Regions from separate parts of the Zea mays genome. Here regions 2 and 3 are each linked to region 1. Evidence: chromatin contacts called from public Hi-C data. All regions are on one chromosome and are shown on one strand. Each heading gives the region's core, a stretch centred on a gene start, on an enhancer-like site or on the middle of the called end of the contact. The rest is flanking DNA. Distances are from core to core; before and after follow the strand shown.

Region 1 (4,673 bases), core at 781-3,280:
TGAACTATGTATGTCATTATATGTCACATATTCTTATTTATCTAACTTAAGATTTTTTTTATTGAAACTTCGTCCATCATAGTGAAACTCTTCGTCTTTGAATACAACCTTGTTATATAATACTCCTAAGTTGTTATTAATTACAACTTTCATTGAAAGATTTGTCAATGGAAATCTCATGTCTTTCAACAGGTTATTTGATTCTTTCATTGAAAGATAAGCTTTGGTCTTTTAAGATGCTTCCCCTGGGCATAATACAAAATCTTTGTGCTTTCCTTTCAATTGTGTATCGTTGAGGTGACACTTCTTCGCTCAAGATCATCTTCCATCTTGGTCCCCTTTTCAATGCCCTTTTGTAATCAGTGGGATCAACCCTACGAAAGTATTCTTTTTAATGTATTATCTTTATTCTTTGTAGAAAGATAGTACCTCTCTTTCGATTGCTTATGCTACAAGAATGTGTTCCAATGCCATCTATACTTGTGAAACTTCTAAAAGTTAGGTGCCTTTTCATCCTTCAAGAATTTATAGTAATGTTTCATCTTATGACTCTGAAATAGTACATCCATCTTTAGATCCCAATGTTTCACCCTATCTTCATAATTTACAGGCCTTTCGTATGATCCGTTGGAGATAGCCTGAACTAAGATCTAAAGCCCATTAATTCGATAGTGACCATTTGTAGTGCTGCTTAGTAGGGACGTCCCATGGGCCGCCCAAGGCTCCAAAATCCTAGATCCTCAAAATTTATAGCAATTCATATATATTACAAATATAAATATTATTTTTTATAAAAAAATGGCTAATGTGGCCTAGAATCGTGAGAACATTGAAATCGATCTATTCTTCTTGTTAATCAATCTATTTCTTTGCTTATAAGAAGATGTAAACAATATTAAGATTATCGAAAAAAATATTTGATTTCCTTTTTTACCTCTGGTGCATTGGAGTCATTCGATAAAAAAACTTTAGATCTTGTTGTCACCATCTTACGGTAGCACTTAAAATGTAGCACTTAAAAGAGACAAACAATCTGATTTGATACAAGTGACCTATTCTTGGAATTGTGTTTCCTCCAAGAATTTTTCTACAAGAAAATGTGCCCTATTTACATTCTAAATTTTCTAAAGCACCATGATTAGATGGACATCTGAATTGATACAAGTGACCTATGCGTGGAGTTGAGTTTCCTCTAAGATTTTTTTCCTACAAGAAAATGTGCCCTATTTACATTCTAATTTTTCTAACACAATATAATTATTTTCTTAATGCAACCGTAAAAAATGAGGGGCAAGGGGGATTTAAACTCCAACACCCCCAGAAGGAAGCACCGATCTTCCACCATTGCAACGTGTGGCTGTTTGTGATATACTAAGGTTTAAGGAGAGATATTGTAAATATAAAAATATAATCTTGTTTGAATAAATATCTCATGTAAGCAAAGTCTACCTATATGATATATAGAAATAGTAGGAATGCGGGTAACTAACTAGGTGACAATAAAATATTCGAGAAGATTGAATAAAAACATCATTAAAATATTATTTTAGAAACACTAAAAGAAAAATGATTTTTAAATAAATATTATGTATCCGATATAACATTTATTCGTTGTTATATTATATGTACACGTATACATACTAATCTCTCCCTTCTAAAATATAATTGATTTTAGATTAAATATATATTTATTAATTAACCTATGAACATATTTTATATGTATGTGTTATATGTATATCTATGTTTATTATTATCTAAATGTTTATTATTATCTAAATGAATATAGACAGAAAAAAAAGTAGTTTAGAAAGAAATATATTTCGAACCGAGTGGGTATTAATGTTTTGTACAGGGAGGGCCCTCCTACGATGCTTGGACGCAATTGGCGATTAATCGCGCGAGAAGCATCGCAGCGTCCCCAAACTGAGCTCTCCTCATTTTCTCGCCTTCCCTTCTCGTTCCCACCACGTGTACTTCTCTTTTCTCTTGATCCACTTCGTTCTAGCGCGTCGTGCCTATATAAACCCGCCTCCGCCTCCACTTCTCCTTCACGCCCCGCCTTGCCTTCATCCTCCTCCTCTCCTCCATCTCTCCTCGCCCCAGCGCGCGCGCGGCATCGCCGTCGAGCTACTTACTCGAGCTTCAGTTCCAGCTACTGGAGCACGCAGTTCATATTAATACACAGCTTAGCTGTACCAAGCGGCATCTTGCACGCTAGCTAAACTAGAGGAACTCGCTGCGCGCATGTCTCCAATAATGGCGCTCCAGGCATCGTCGTCGTCGCCTTCCGCGTTCCGTGCGGTCCCGGCCACCGCCAACGCTTCCTGCCGGCGTCAGGTACGGCCACTTACAGGCCCGTGACGCGGCCTTGGGGAACGTTGCTCCTCCGTTTGTTTCTTGCGCTTAAAAATCGGAAAAAAATTTGTTGCAGTCCGGCTGCAAACCAGGCTGTTTGCAGCCCCTCACAAAAAGGAGGATAGGTCCCACCCGCAGATAAATAATACAACTAAAACGTTATCTGGTGGACCTGCAGGTGGGGCCTATCCACCTTTTTGTGAGGGGCTGCAAACAGCCTGGTTTGCAGCCGGGCTGCAACAAATTTTTTTCCTAAAAATCGAACCTTTTTGCATTGCTGCATCATGTGGTGCCGGTGCTCATGCATGTACGGGGCATGGTTTTGGACTCGTGTGTCTGCAGTTCCAGGTGCGCGCTCAGGTAGCCGGCGGCAGCAGCAGTAGCAGCATCGGAGCCGATGGTGGGAAGATGATGGTTTCCAAGGAGCCGGCGGCGGCGGCCACGTCGTCGGGACCGTGGAAGATCGACTTCTCCGGCGAGAAGCCGCCGACGCCGCTGCTGGACACCGTGAACTACCCGCTCCACATGAAGAACCTGTCGATCTTGGAGCTGGAGCAGCTGGCGGCGGAGCTCCGCGCGGAGGTCGTGCACACCGTGTCCAAGACCGGCGGGCACCTGAGCTCCAGCCTGGGCGTTGTGGAGCTGTCGGTGGCGCTGCACCACGTGTTCGACACCCCGGAGGACAAGATCATCTGGGACGTGGGCCACCAGGCGTACCCGCACAAGATCCTGACGGGGCGGCGGTCGCGGATGCACACCATCCGCCAGACCTCCGGGCTGGCGGGGTTCCCCAAGCGCGACGAGAGCGCGCACGACGCGTTCGGGGTCGGCCACAGCTCCACCAGCATCTCGGCGGCGCTGGGCATGGCCGTGGCGCGGGACCTCCTGGGGCGCAAGAACCACGTGATCTCCGTCATCGGCGACGGCGCCATGACGGCCGGCCAGGCCTACGAGGCCATGAACAACTCGGGCTACCTGGACGCCAACATGATCGTGGTGCTGAACGACAACAAGCAGGTGTCGCTCCCGACGGCCACGCTGGACGGGCCGTCCAAGCCCGTGGGCGCGCTGAGCCGGGCGCTGACTAAGCTCCAGTCCAGCACCAAGTTCCGGCGCCTCCGCGAGGCGGCCAAGTCCGTGACGAAGCAGATCGGCGGGCCGACGCACGAGGTGGCCGCCAAGGTGGACGAGTACGCGCGCGGCATGATCAGCGCCTCCGGGTCGTCGCTGTTCGAGGAGCTCGGGCTCTACTACATCGGCCCCGTGGACGGGCACTGCGTGGAGGACCTGGTGACCATCTTCGAGAAGGTGAAGTCGATGCCGGCGCCGGGGCCCGTGCTGATCCACATCGTGACGGAGAAAGGGAAGGGGTACCCGCCGGCGGAGGCGGCGGCGGACCGGATGCACGGCGTGGTGAAGTTCGAGCCGGCTACGGGGAGGCAGCTCAAGTCCAAGTCCCCGACGCTGTCGTACACGCAGTACTTCGCGGAGTCCCTGATCCGGGAGGCGGAGAGCGACGAGAAGGTGGTGGCCATCCACGCGGCCATGGGCGGCGGCACGGGGCTGAACTACTTCCAGAAGCGGTTCCCGGAGCGGTGCTTCGACGTGGGCATCGCGGAGCAGCACGCGGTGACGTTCGCGGCGGGGCTGGCCGCGGAGGGGCTGAAGCCGTTCTGCGCCATCTACTCGTCGTTCCTGCAGCGCGGGTACGACCAGGTGGTGCACGACGTGGACCTGCAGCGGCTGCCCGTGCGGTTCGCGCTGGACCGGGCGGGGCTGGTGGGCGCCGACGGGCCCACGCACTGCGGCGCCTTCGACGTGGCGTACATGGCGTGCCTGCCCAACATGGTGGTGATGGCGCCCGCGGACGAGGCGGAGCTGATGCACATGGTGGCGACGGCGGCCGCCATCGACGACCGGCCCAGCTGCTTCAGGTTCCCGCGCGGCAACGGCGTCGGCGCGGCGCTCCCGCCGGGGAACAAGGGCGTGGCGCTGGAGGTGGGCAGGGGCAGGGTGCTGGTGGGCGGCGGCACGCGGGTGGCGCTCCTTGGGTACGGCGCCATGGTGCAGGCGTGCCTCAAGGCCGCGGAGGCGCTGAAGGAGCACGACGTGTACGTGACGGTGGCCGACGCCCGGTTCTGCAAGCCGCTGGACACGGCGCTGATCCGGGAGCTCGCCGCCGAGCACGAGGTGCTGATCACCGCCGAGGAGGGATCCATCGGCGGGTTCGGCTCCCACGTCGCCCACTACCTCAGCCTGACCGGCCTCCTGGACGGGCCCCTCAAAGTAAGCACGCTACTCCTAGTCCTAGCTAGTCA
Region 2 (4,673 bases), core at 1,224-3,723, 420 kb before region 1:
CACCCAACGACCCCAGGCAACACGACGACGACGCGCTCGACGTCGCCGCCTGCTGCTGCTGCTCTGTCTCCTCAACGGCGGCGGTGGCGGCTGCTGATGACATCTGGACGCTGGACGGTACTGGTGGAGCGCCGGCGTCCACGACGGCGATGGTAGGGGGCGGGTCGGCGGCGGCGTCCAGCTGGCGCTCGCGGTAGATCTTGTACTCCTGCTTGACGACGACGCCGAGGGGCATGAGGAGGAGGATGAGCAGCGGCGCGGCGGCGACCCCGTACGCGGCGCGGGAGAAGGGCACCTGCCCCTGCACCACGATCATGACGAGGAGGAAGCACGCCAGCGCGATGGACAGGTAGAGGAAGCAGAAGAAGGGGTCGGAGCTCGTCTCCTGCCCACCGCCGCCGCCGCTGCGCCGCCGCCGCGGGTACGGCATGTAGCGGATGGTGTGGACGAACGCGACGGACACGGCCGCGGGGAGCCAGGCGACGAGCAGGATGAGCGACTCGGCGTCCTCGCCGCCGTACAGCGCCTGGTACAGCTGCGCGTACACGGCGCCGCTGAGGCCGACGAATCCCTTGAGGATGCCGAGCACCACGCCGCGGGTCTCGGGGAAGTTGTTGACGCACGTGACGAGCGCGCCCGTGTTGGCGAACGCCTGCGAGTTGGCGCCCACGAAGAAGTAGGCGCACACGGCCCACGGCGGCGGGCGCGCGGTGCGCCCCGACACGGCCAGGTACACCATGAGGTAGCCGAACAGGTTCATGCCGGCGCCCGTGGCCAGCACCACCCACGGCGGCGTCACCTCGTTGAGCAGCCCCGGGAGGACGCCCAGGTTCGCGCCGAGGTCCTTGAAGAAGGACACCGTGTTGAGCGTGCGCTGGTCGTACCCGAGCGACGACTTGAGCGCGCCCGAGTAGCTCCCGAAGACGTACGTCGCGCCGGACGACGCCATGATCAGCAGGCTCGCCAACACCGTGAACCACCGCCCCACCAGCACCTGCCGGGCGAACCCGCGCGTCAGGATCACGCCCAGAGCGCTCCCCGGCGCCGCCGTCGCCGGCGAGCTGCCGCCGCTCGCGGCGAACACCATGGTGGCGTGGCGACGACGACTGGCAGCTAGCGCGAGGGATGTCCGGCGCGGGTGACTGATGGGCGCTGGTTGGTGTCTGTTGGGTGTGTGTGAATTTAAGGAGCTGATTGAGGGAGAAAGGAGTGTGGATGGGTGAGGGTGACGGGCTGAGGCGTGCTCTGTTACGTCCCTTTCACACTTGTCTTAATTGGAGTTGGAGGTTAGGGCGAGTTCGAACTGACTAAGGGCCTGTTCGTTTCCGTAGGATTGCGTCAAGAATTATTCCTGTTGATCAAAACTTATATAAATTAGAGCAACTCCAAAAGAGCACTAAAAAATTCTTCCCCAAAATCACTTATTAGGGGCTGTTGTTAATATAATTTCCCCCAAAAAAGTCTTTACCCACAGCAGACTGCTATAAAGTGATCGCTAATATTTTTTAAACAAATTAAGTGGGCCACAACAAACCAACCGTGTTTTTCGTTCCGGTGCCTCCTGCAGCAGCAGGCATCGGACAGGCATACTGTAACCTCCAATTCAAGCATGAACCACAATGTAGTTCCACAACCACAATGCAACAACATGTGTTTCTGTTCACTGCAACCTAAAACACTTGCTGGAATTGACAATGGAGCACAAGTGACGTCTCTGTTCACTCTTTTGGTTTTGTAGATCAGCTAGAGAAGCTGGCAACCCTCCAATTAAAACATGAACCACACAGTGACATATTCAAAGAGTGATATATATCGTTGTCAGTTATGAGATACAACTTAATATCAACATAACACAATGCCAAATTACCGGTTCACAAGGGAAATGTTTATTTCACAGAACAAACAGTATAAACAGAAACAAAACAGACTTTGACCACAAGCTGACATTCAGTCTATTTCACTAAACAAAAAGACTCACAGCAAGAACAAGTTCACCTCATCACAAATTGCTGAAGCGTGAAAATGAAGTATAAAAAGAAACAAAAAATTAAACATATGCACTACATCGTTATCAGTTCATTGCACTACATTTATAAACCAACTAATAATTGTAGTCATTTTGAAAAAAATACTATAAACATGGAAAAAATATGTGCCATCAGCAAAACTTTAACCAGAATTATTACATGCAGAGCCAAAATACGATCTTCCACAATATATATTTAACAGTCAAGCGAGATTCAGTAACAGGCCTAGTCTGCCCAATCCTGTGTGCCCAATCAATTGACGGGTCCTCAGCATAAGGGTGCCACCAGAGATTAAGGAAAATTACATGGCAAGCAGCAGCCATTTTGTGACCAAGGTTACCAGCTTTCGGTGACATAATCATAACTCTAACCTGAAGAAGAAGAAAAAACTTCTGCCTAGTATTCTGGAAACTGCAAAATAAACAAAAGCATGAAAAAACAAACATAACATATGACCTCTAGGTCAGTGTTAAAATCCTTCACGACTTTATCTCTTAATTTGAGAGACATTGTTCCATCTGGTCTCATGTACTATACAATTTCATATTCAGTGAAAGCTCCAGCTAAATCCAGCATGCCAGTCCACTCGAAAAAGATAATGCCAGAGATGCAAATATTCCGCTACATAGAAGCAGCTTCACTCGGCGGCGCCGTTTGCTATATCCTACATGGATTCCACCCCCACCGACCCACAAACGAAGGACGATACCATGCGTGGACATCCGCCCTTGAATCCGCCTGTGTCGACAACCTTGAAGCCGCCGCCCTTCAAGTAGCCACCAACGCCGCGTTGATGACGACCTACACGCTGCGCCGCATCTGGTCTTGAAGAAGCCGCCAACGCCGCGCCGGTGACGACCTACAGGTCGCACCGCACCCGCCCTTGAAGAAGTCACCAACGCCGCGCCTGTGAAGAATGCATTCCTCCAACGACGATGGTGTCTCTCCCGCCGCCGCCCGCCTTTCGTCGAACAAAACTGCACGCGCAGCTGGGAAAAAGTCGCGGAAAGCTACTGAATTGAGCGTGCTCTGGAGGATTTGGGATAGTTTGGCTTGCGCATATATGCGGGATCCATCGTCTCCTTTACGGGAAGCCGAAAAAATGGGGAAAGGAACAACAGTCTGTTGGAGGCGAAGAATTCGGAGTTTCGACGCGAAAAACACTATTCAGATTGATATGCGGCATCTCTTGGAGTTGCTCTTAGAGAAGCAATCCGGGCCGGAACAGGGTCCTTTCGATTGTTTGGGATTGGAGCCTCAGATTAATTCCTAGCCGGATTACTTCTCTAATTTACATAGATTTTGATGAGCTAAAATAAATTATGTCTTATTCCGGTACAACCGAACGGGTCCTAAGGGCATGTTCGTTTGTGTTGGATTGGTGGGTCAGAACGATTCCTAACCGTATTACTTTTCTAATTTATATAAACTTTGATTAGATAAAATGATTTCGGATGCAATTCCACACAAACGAACAAAGCCTAATTGAGGACTTGGATCTTGAGATGAGGGAAGGGAGCACGACGGACACAGAGGCAAGGGAACCGGCCGTTGGCTGGCTACCAGCGTGGTGCACGACACGATGGGATGGAACCCGGCAGCGCCGACGAGAGGAGCGCGGCGCACCGCGCACGTCACAAGGAGTGGCGAAGGAGCGCCGACGAGAGGAGCGCGGAGACCTCGCTGGCGGATCTCAGACAGCGAGAGGAGCCGAGGGCCGAGGCTTGGAGTCCCCAAGAAAATTAAAGATGACTGCCCGTCAGAAACGCGTGACGTGAGCAGCCGGAGTAGATATTCCGACGAGTCTTGCGGCGGCACGCGAGAGCTTGACTCGGGAGTGCAGCTCCAGCGCCAGCGCCACGACGACTACTCGTGGAATGGGAGCACTGCACAGGCCTGCCCTGACTGTGTTCTACTTCTTCCGGCGTGGACGCGTGGTGACTGACCGGCGAGTAGCGCGCGCGACGTTCTTTCTTTCTTTCTCCCTTTCATTCTTTCTTCCGAAGAGACAGTGATGCCGGCGTGCGGACCTTTGTTGACTGGCGGCCGCGACCCGTCCGCCGCGGGCGTCGCGTGCGCGTGAAAGCGCCCCCCACACCCCCTCGCCACCGGCCGCGGAGCGCGACGTGCGGCTGCGGCCCCGTGAGGACATGGACATGGATCGGCATCTCGGCAGGTGTGGTGGTGTGGACAGTGGACTGCGAGGACGCGGATCGGGCGGACGCCGCTTGGTTAGCGGTCGGCCCGCCGGACAGTAGCTCTTTGATTATACTACTGTTTTCTTGATTATATTGGGTGGGTGGGTGAGGGGCAAATCACGCTGCCGATTGTGCCGTGTTGTTAATTCATTTGGCGCAGAGGCGGTAGGTGCGTGCGGTGTTCGTGCTTCGTGGCGTCCAATCCAGGGACGACGCGAGGCCAGCTTGTTTTAATGCGATGGGGGGCATCGGAGTAGCTAGCTGATTGACGTGCGGGGGTGACCCTTTACCTACGTACGATTAGTGCTACGAATTGGATCCAATCCAGGTTCATCGTCCTTTCAGTCAAACGGGCTCGGACTAAGAAGATCCACAAAATAATTTGGACCGTGTCTTGTGAGCTTAAACAAGTAGAAATGGTGGCCTAGCCCAACCCCTAAAGCACGTT
Region 3 (4,673 bases), core at 1,063-3,562, 390 kb after region 1:
CGCCGCTCCACTGACCGGCCTGACAAGAGGACAGCGCCGCCTGCGTCGCTCCGACTGCTGTGCCACTCGACAGAGTGAGGCTGACAGCAGCCAAGTCCGGCTTCGGGCGTCATAGGAAGCTCTGCCTCGCCCGACCCCAGGGCTCGGCCCCCGGATTCGGCCTCGGCTCCGGAAGACGACGAACTCCGCCTCGCCCGACCTAGGGCTCGGACTCGGCCTTGACTCCGGAAGACGACGAACTCCGCCTCGCCCGACCCAGGGCTCGGACTCAGCCTCGGCTCCGGAAGACGACGAACTCTGCCTCGCCGACCCCAGGGCTCGGACTTAGCCTTGGCTCCGGAAGACGACGAACTCCGCCTCGCCCGACCCCAGGGCTCGGACTCAGCCTTGGCCTCAGACGATGGTCTCCGCCTCGCCCGACCCGGGGCTCGGACTCGACCTTGACCTCGGAAGACAGACTCGACCTCGACCTCGGAGGAGCCTCCGCCTTGCCCGACCCATGGCTCGGACCGACCACGTCACAGGGGGGCATCATTACCCTACCCCTAGCTAGCTCAGGCTACGGGGAACAAGACCGGCGTCCCATCTGGCTCGCCCCGGTAAATAAATAATGATGGCGCCCCGCGTGCTCCGTGACGACGGCGGCTCTTTGCCCTTTACGGAAGCAAGGAGACGTCAGCAAGGACTCGACAGCCCCGACAGCTGTCCTTCCGCAAGGCTCCAGCGCTCCTCCGACGGTCATGACATCACATGAACAGGGTGCCAAAACCTCTCCGGCTGCCACGACGGCATGTACTTAGGGCGCTAGCTCCTCTCTGCTAGACACGTTAGCACACTGCTACACCCCCCATTGTACACCTGGACCCCCTCCTTACGCCTATAAAAGGAAGGTCCAGGGCTCTCTTACGAGGAGGTTGGCCACGCGGGGAACGGGACGACGCGCAAAGTCTCTCGCTCTCTCCCACGCGGACGCTTGTAACCCCCCTACTGCAAGCGCACCCGACCTGGGCGCAGGGCAACACGAAGGCCGCAGGTTTCCCCTTTTGCCTGTCTCTTCTCTTTTGCCTCCCTTCGTGCTCCGTCTCGCGCCGACCCATCTGGGCTGGGACACGTAGCGACAATTTACTCGTCGGTCAAGGACCCCCCGGGGTCGAAACGCAGACAATATGTCACATCACAACTTTAAATAACATCACAAAGCATTTAGGAGAAATGGATTTTACAAGGATGAAAACCATATGTCAATATATTTTGAAGACCATATGTCAATATGTTTTGAAGGTCTTGAAAACCGTGTAAAACCAAATATTTTACTAATTTATGTATGACTATTTAGTTACACTATAAAATAGGGAGTAAAATTTTACTTATTATGTCGCTTTAGTTTTATATTTTTATGTTACGGTGTAAGAAAGTATGTTATGAAATTTTTAATAAAGCCTGTTTGGTTTGGGTGACTAAAGTTTATTAACTTTAGTCACTTTTAGTCCCTAAAGAAGCAAACATGGTGACTAAAGTTCGGTGACTAAACTTAAATTCTTTAGTCAACAAGAAGTGACTAAAAGGGACTAAAGTAGGATTTTTACCTCATTTGCGCTCTACTATTTCTTAGTGCAGCATACATCCACTAACTAATAGAGGTAATGCAGTCATTATTCGCACCAATTAATGATTTTTAGTCAACTTTAGTAACCGAAACCAAACTTTTTAAGAAATCAATTTTTATTTTTTAGGTAGGAGAGACTAGCTTTTCGGTTTTAATGAACAATGAATTCAATTTATATAAACTAAACCATAAATTAGTATGTTTAGGACTACATCAATTTTTATAAACTAATTTTTTAAAAACCGGGTGGTTTCAAATAGGTCCTAAAAGAACCGAACAAGACCTAAGTATATTTAGCCTAAATGTAATCAGTAGCAATAAAGGAGGCGTTTGGATTTCCATCCGAAAAAAGTAACTTTTTTTTTATCAAGAACCCTCTCTGCTCTGGCGACCCGCGACCTATGCATCCACCACTGACCACCCCTCTCGTCTCCTGCATTGATGACCCGCAGTCTCCGCACCGCTTCTAGTACTAGGGTGCGTGCATCGTCCGTCCATCGAGGGAGGGAGACACGCAGACGGCCACAGCGGCTGCCACTCGGCTGGCGCTCACACCGGATCCGGGCCCCACTACCCACCTCCTGTCCAGCCCGGTCTCCACAGCAGTGCCCACCACCGCCTGCAGTCTGCAGAGATCCCCCACTGATTCGCTCGCCGTCCCTCCGCTGCGCTGCTATATAGGACCGTGCCGCCGCGTGCGCTCGTGGACTGTGGTGTGCCTTGTGCGACAGTCGCCAGCCTGCCCCGCCTGCCGGCCCGGCCGCCCGCCTGCCCGCGGCACTGAGAAGACGAAGCTCCGGGCTCCGGGACGCCGAGCAGAGGGGAAAGGATGGAGGACAAGGCGTCCAACCTAGACGCCGTGCTCAAGGAGGCCGTCGATCTCGTACGCGCCACTCTCTGATCCCTCCTCCCTTCCTCCTTCCCCGTTTTGCCTTCTTCTGCTCTCGCGGTTGCTTCTCGGGCTCAGTGCCGCCGCCCGCTGCTGCTCTGCTAGGTGCTCCCTGCTCCGTTCTTGCATCCCTCGTTTCGCGGATTTCGTTTTCGCTTGCGGAGTGCGGATGGATGGAGTTTTTCTTTTTGGGTGCCTGGCGCTGGCGGTGAACTAGTACTACTGGCTTCTCTTCCCGTTCGTGCTCCCCGCTCGATCTCGGCGGGGCTCCGTGATCTACTCGGCGGCCGCGATTCGCTCCCGGTTGCCCCCCCGTCCACGAGGCGTTTCGGCGCTTGATCTCGCTGCGGTAGTGCGGTTACGTTCGACCCAGGTTCTTCTTCCCAGTTGCTCGGCTGTTACTTTTGTGGTCTCTTTCTTTCTTTCTTTCTTTCTTTTTACCGTCATGTCTGCCTTTTGTTTTGTGTGCGTGTGGTTTTCCGCCGCTTCAACGCACCAATTCTTGATCTTCTTTTACGCGGGTCTCCCGATAACACTAAACTCGGGTGGTTCTTGTCTGTTGCTTCACCACTTTGCTGCGGTGCTGTTTTGCGCCTGCGCAGGAGAACATACCGATCGAGGAGGTGTTCGAGAACCTCCGATGCAGCCCGCAGGGTCTCACCACGGAGCAGGCGGAGCAGCGCCTCGCCATCTTCGGGCCCAACAAGCTGGAGGAGAAGCAGGTGAAGGGACCCGCCGCCTTGGCTTCCATGCGTTTCTGTTCCTGGTGCTCCGTCTCGCACCAAGCTTACATGATGGATGTGTGCGTGTGTCTATGTGTCTGCAGGAGAGCAAGTTCCTCAAGTTCTTGGGCTTCATGTGGAACCCGCTGTCCTGGGTCATGGAGGCGGCCGCCATCATGGCCATCGCGCTCGCGAATGGGGGAGTAAGTTCTGCCGCTTCTTTTTTTCCACACCGTGTGGACATGGCCTTCAGCCCTCAGAGCGGGCGTTCTGGAGACTGGCGTCAGAGGTTTTCATGTTTGTTTCTGCTGATTTTTGTCTTCAGAACAAGCCGCCCGACTGGCAGGACTTCGTGGGGATCATCACTCTGCTCATTATCAACTCCACAATCAGCTTCATTGAGGAGAACAATGCGGGCAATGCCGCTGCTGCTCTCATGGCACGCCTCGCCCCCAAGGCCAAGGTACTGACAGGATCCTGTTTTGCTGTGTGGTTGCGAAGTTGTGTTGTTTGCCTGGAGGCTATATACTGATTTCGGTTTTGCCGTGATAAAGGTTCTCAGAAATGGCCGGTGGACCGAGGAGGAATCGGCTATCCTTGTGCCAGGAGACATCATCAGTGTGAAGCTTGGGGACATCATTCCAGCTGATGCTCGTCTGCTTGAAGGGGATCCACTGAAAATCGATCAGGTAATGCAAATTGAAGCGTTCCTCTCTATGTGGATTTTTTTGGGTTGATATTAAATTGTGCTTCTCCTGACTTCTGAGTTGCTCGCAGTCTGCACTCACCGGCGAATCCCTTCCAGTCACCAAAGGCCCTGGTGATGGAGTGTATTCTGGCTCCACTTGCAAACAGGGTGAGATTGAGGCCGTTGTCATTGCCACTGGTGTGCACACATTCTTTGGCAAGGCCGCACATCTTGTCGATTCAACAAACCAAGTTGGTCATTTTCAGAAGGCAAGCTTCTAATCCTGCTTTTCAGAACTTGCTCAATTTGGTCATTGTAATTTTTTGACGTGACGAACATTTGTTGTTTCACTATACAGGTTCTCACTGCCATAGGGAACTTTTGCATCTGTTCAATTGCTGTGGGAATGCTCGTGGAGCTTGTCGTCATGTACGCTATCCAACACAGGGCTTACCGACCCGGAATCGACAATCTATTGGTGCTTCTGATTGGAGGAATTCCAATCGCCATGCCCACTGTCCTTTCTGTGACCATGGCAATAGGGGCTCATCGCTTGGCTCAACAGGTATGCACATGTACAATGGGGGAAAATGATCTTTGTTTCTCATGTGATCTAATAAAGGAACTGGATACTGAAGTTCTGCATGCTTGTTTAGGGAGCAATCACTAAGAGAATGACAGCAATTGAAGAAATGGCTGGCATGGATGTTCTTTGTAGTGACAAGACTGGGACATTAACCTTAAACAAGTTGACTGTGGACAAGAGTC

What was found. Hi-C and Micro-C count contacts between places; a contact is called where the count stands out from the background.
Region 2: a Hi-C map of endosperm shows a contact between it and region 1, with 4 times the contacts expected there. The contact joins the promoter of LOC100381966 here to the promoter of LOC606430 in region 1. A contact is called at or near these places in 8 of 25 Hi-C or Micro-C datasets (bundle sheath, ear, endosperm and 4 more).
Region 3: a Hi-C map of endosperm shows a contact between it and region 1, with 1.7 times the contacts expected there. The contact joins the promoter of LOC100216710 here to the promoter of LOC606430 in region 1. A contact is called at or near these places in 2 of 25 Hi-C or Micro-C datasets (endosperm and leaf).

The regions. Positions count from the first base shown.
Region 1 is chr7:14,388,443-14,393,115 of Zm-B73-REFERENCE-NAM-5.0, forward strand. It overlaps LOC606430 (deoxy xylulose synthase 2), which reads left to right and starts at 2,031. Exons shown (of 3, transcript NM_001308497.1): 1 at 2,031-2,337; 2 at 2,698-4,641. The coding sequence starts at 2,245.
Region 2 is chr7:13,965,163-13,969,835 of Zm-B73-REFERENCE-NAM-5.0, forward strand. LOC100381966 reads left to right here and starts at 2,474. Exons shown (of 1, transcript NM_001174739.1): 1 at 2,474-3,900. The coding sequence starts at 2,479. The coding sequence ends at 2,856. LOC103632070 reads right to left here and starts at 1,255. Exons shown (of 1, transcript NM_001322878.1): 1 at 1-1,255. The coding sequence starts at 1,087.
Region 3 is chr7:14,774,205-14,778,877 of Zm-B73-REFERENCE-NAM-5.0, forward strand. It overlaps LOC100216710, which reads left to right and starts at 2,313. Exons shown (of 21, transcript NM_001359483.1): 1 at 2,313-2,489; 2 at 3,098-3,217; 3 at 3,322-3,420; 4 at 3,543-3,680; 5 at 3,772-3,906; 6 at 3,995-4,174; 7 at 4,264-4,470; 8 at 4,562-4,673. The coding sequence starts at 2,436.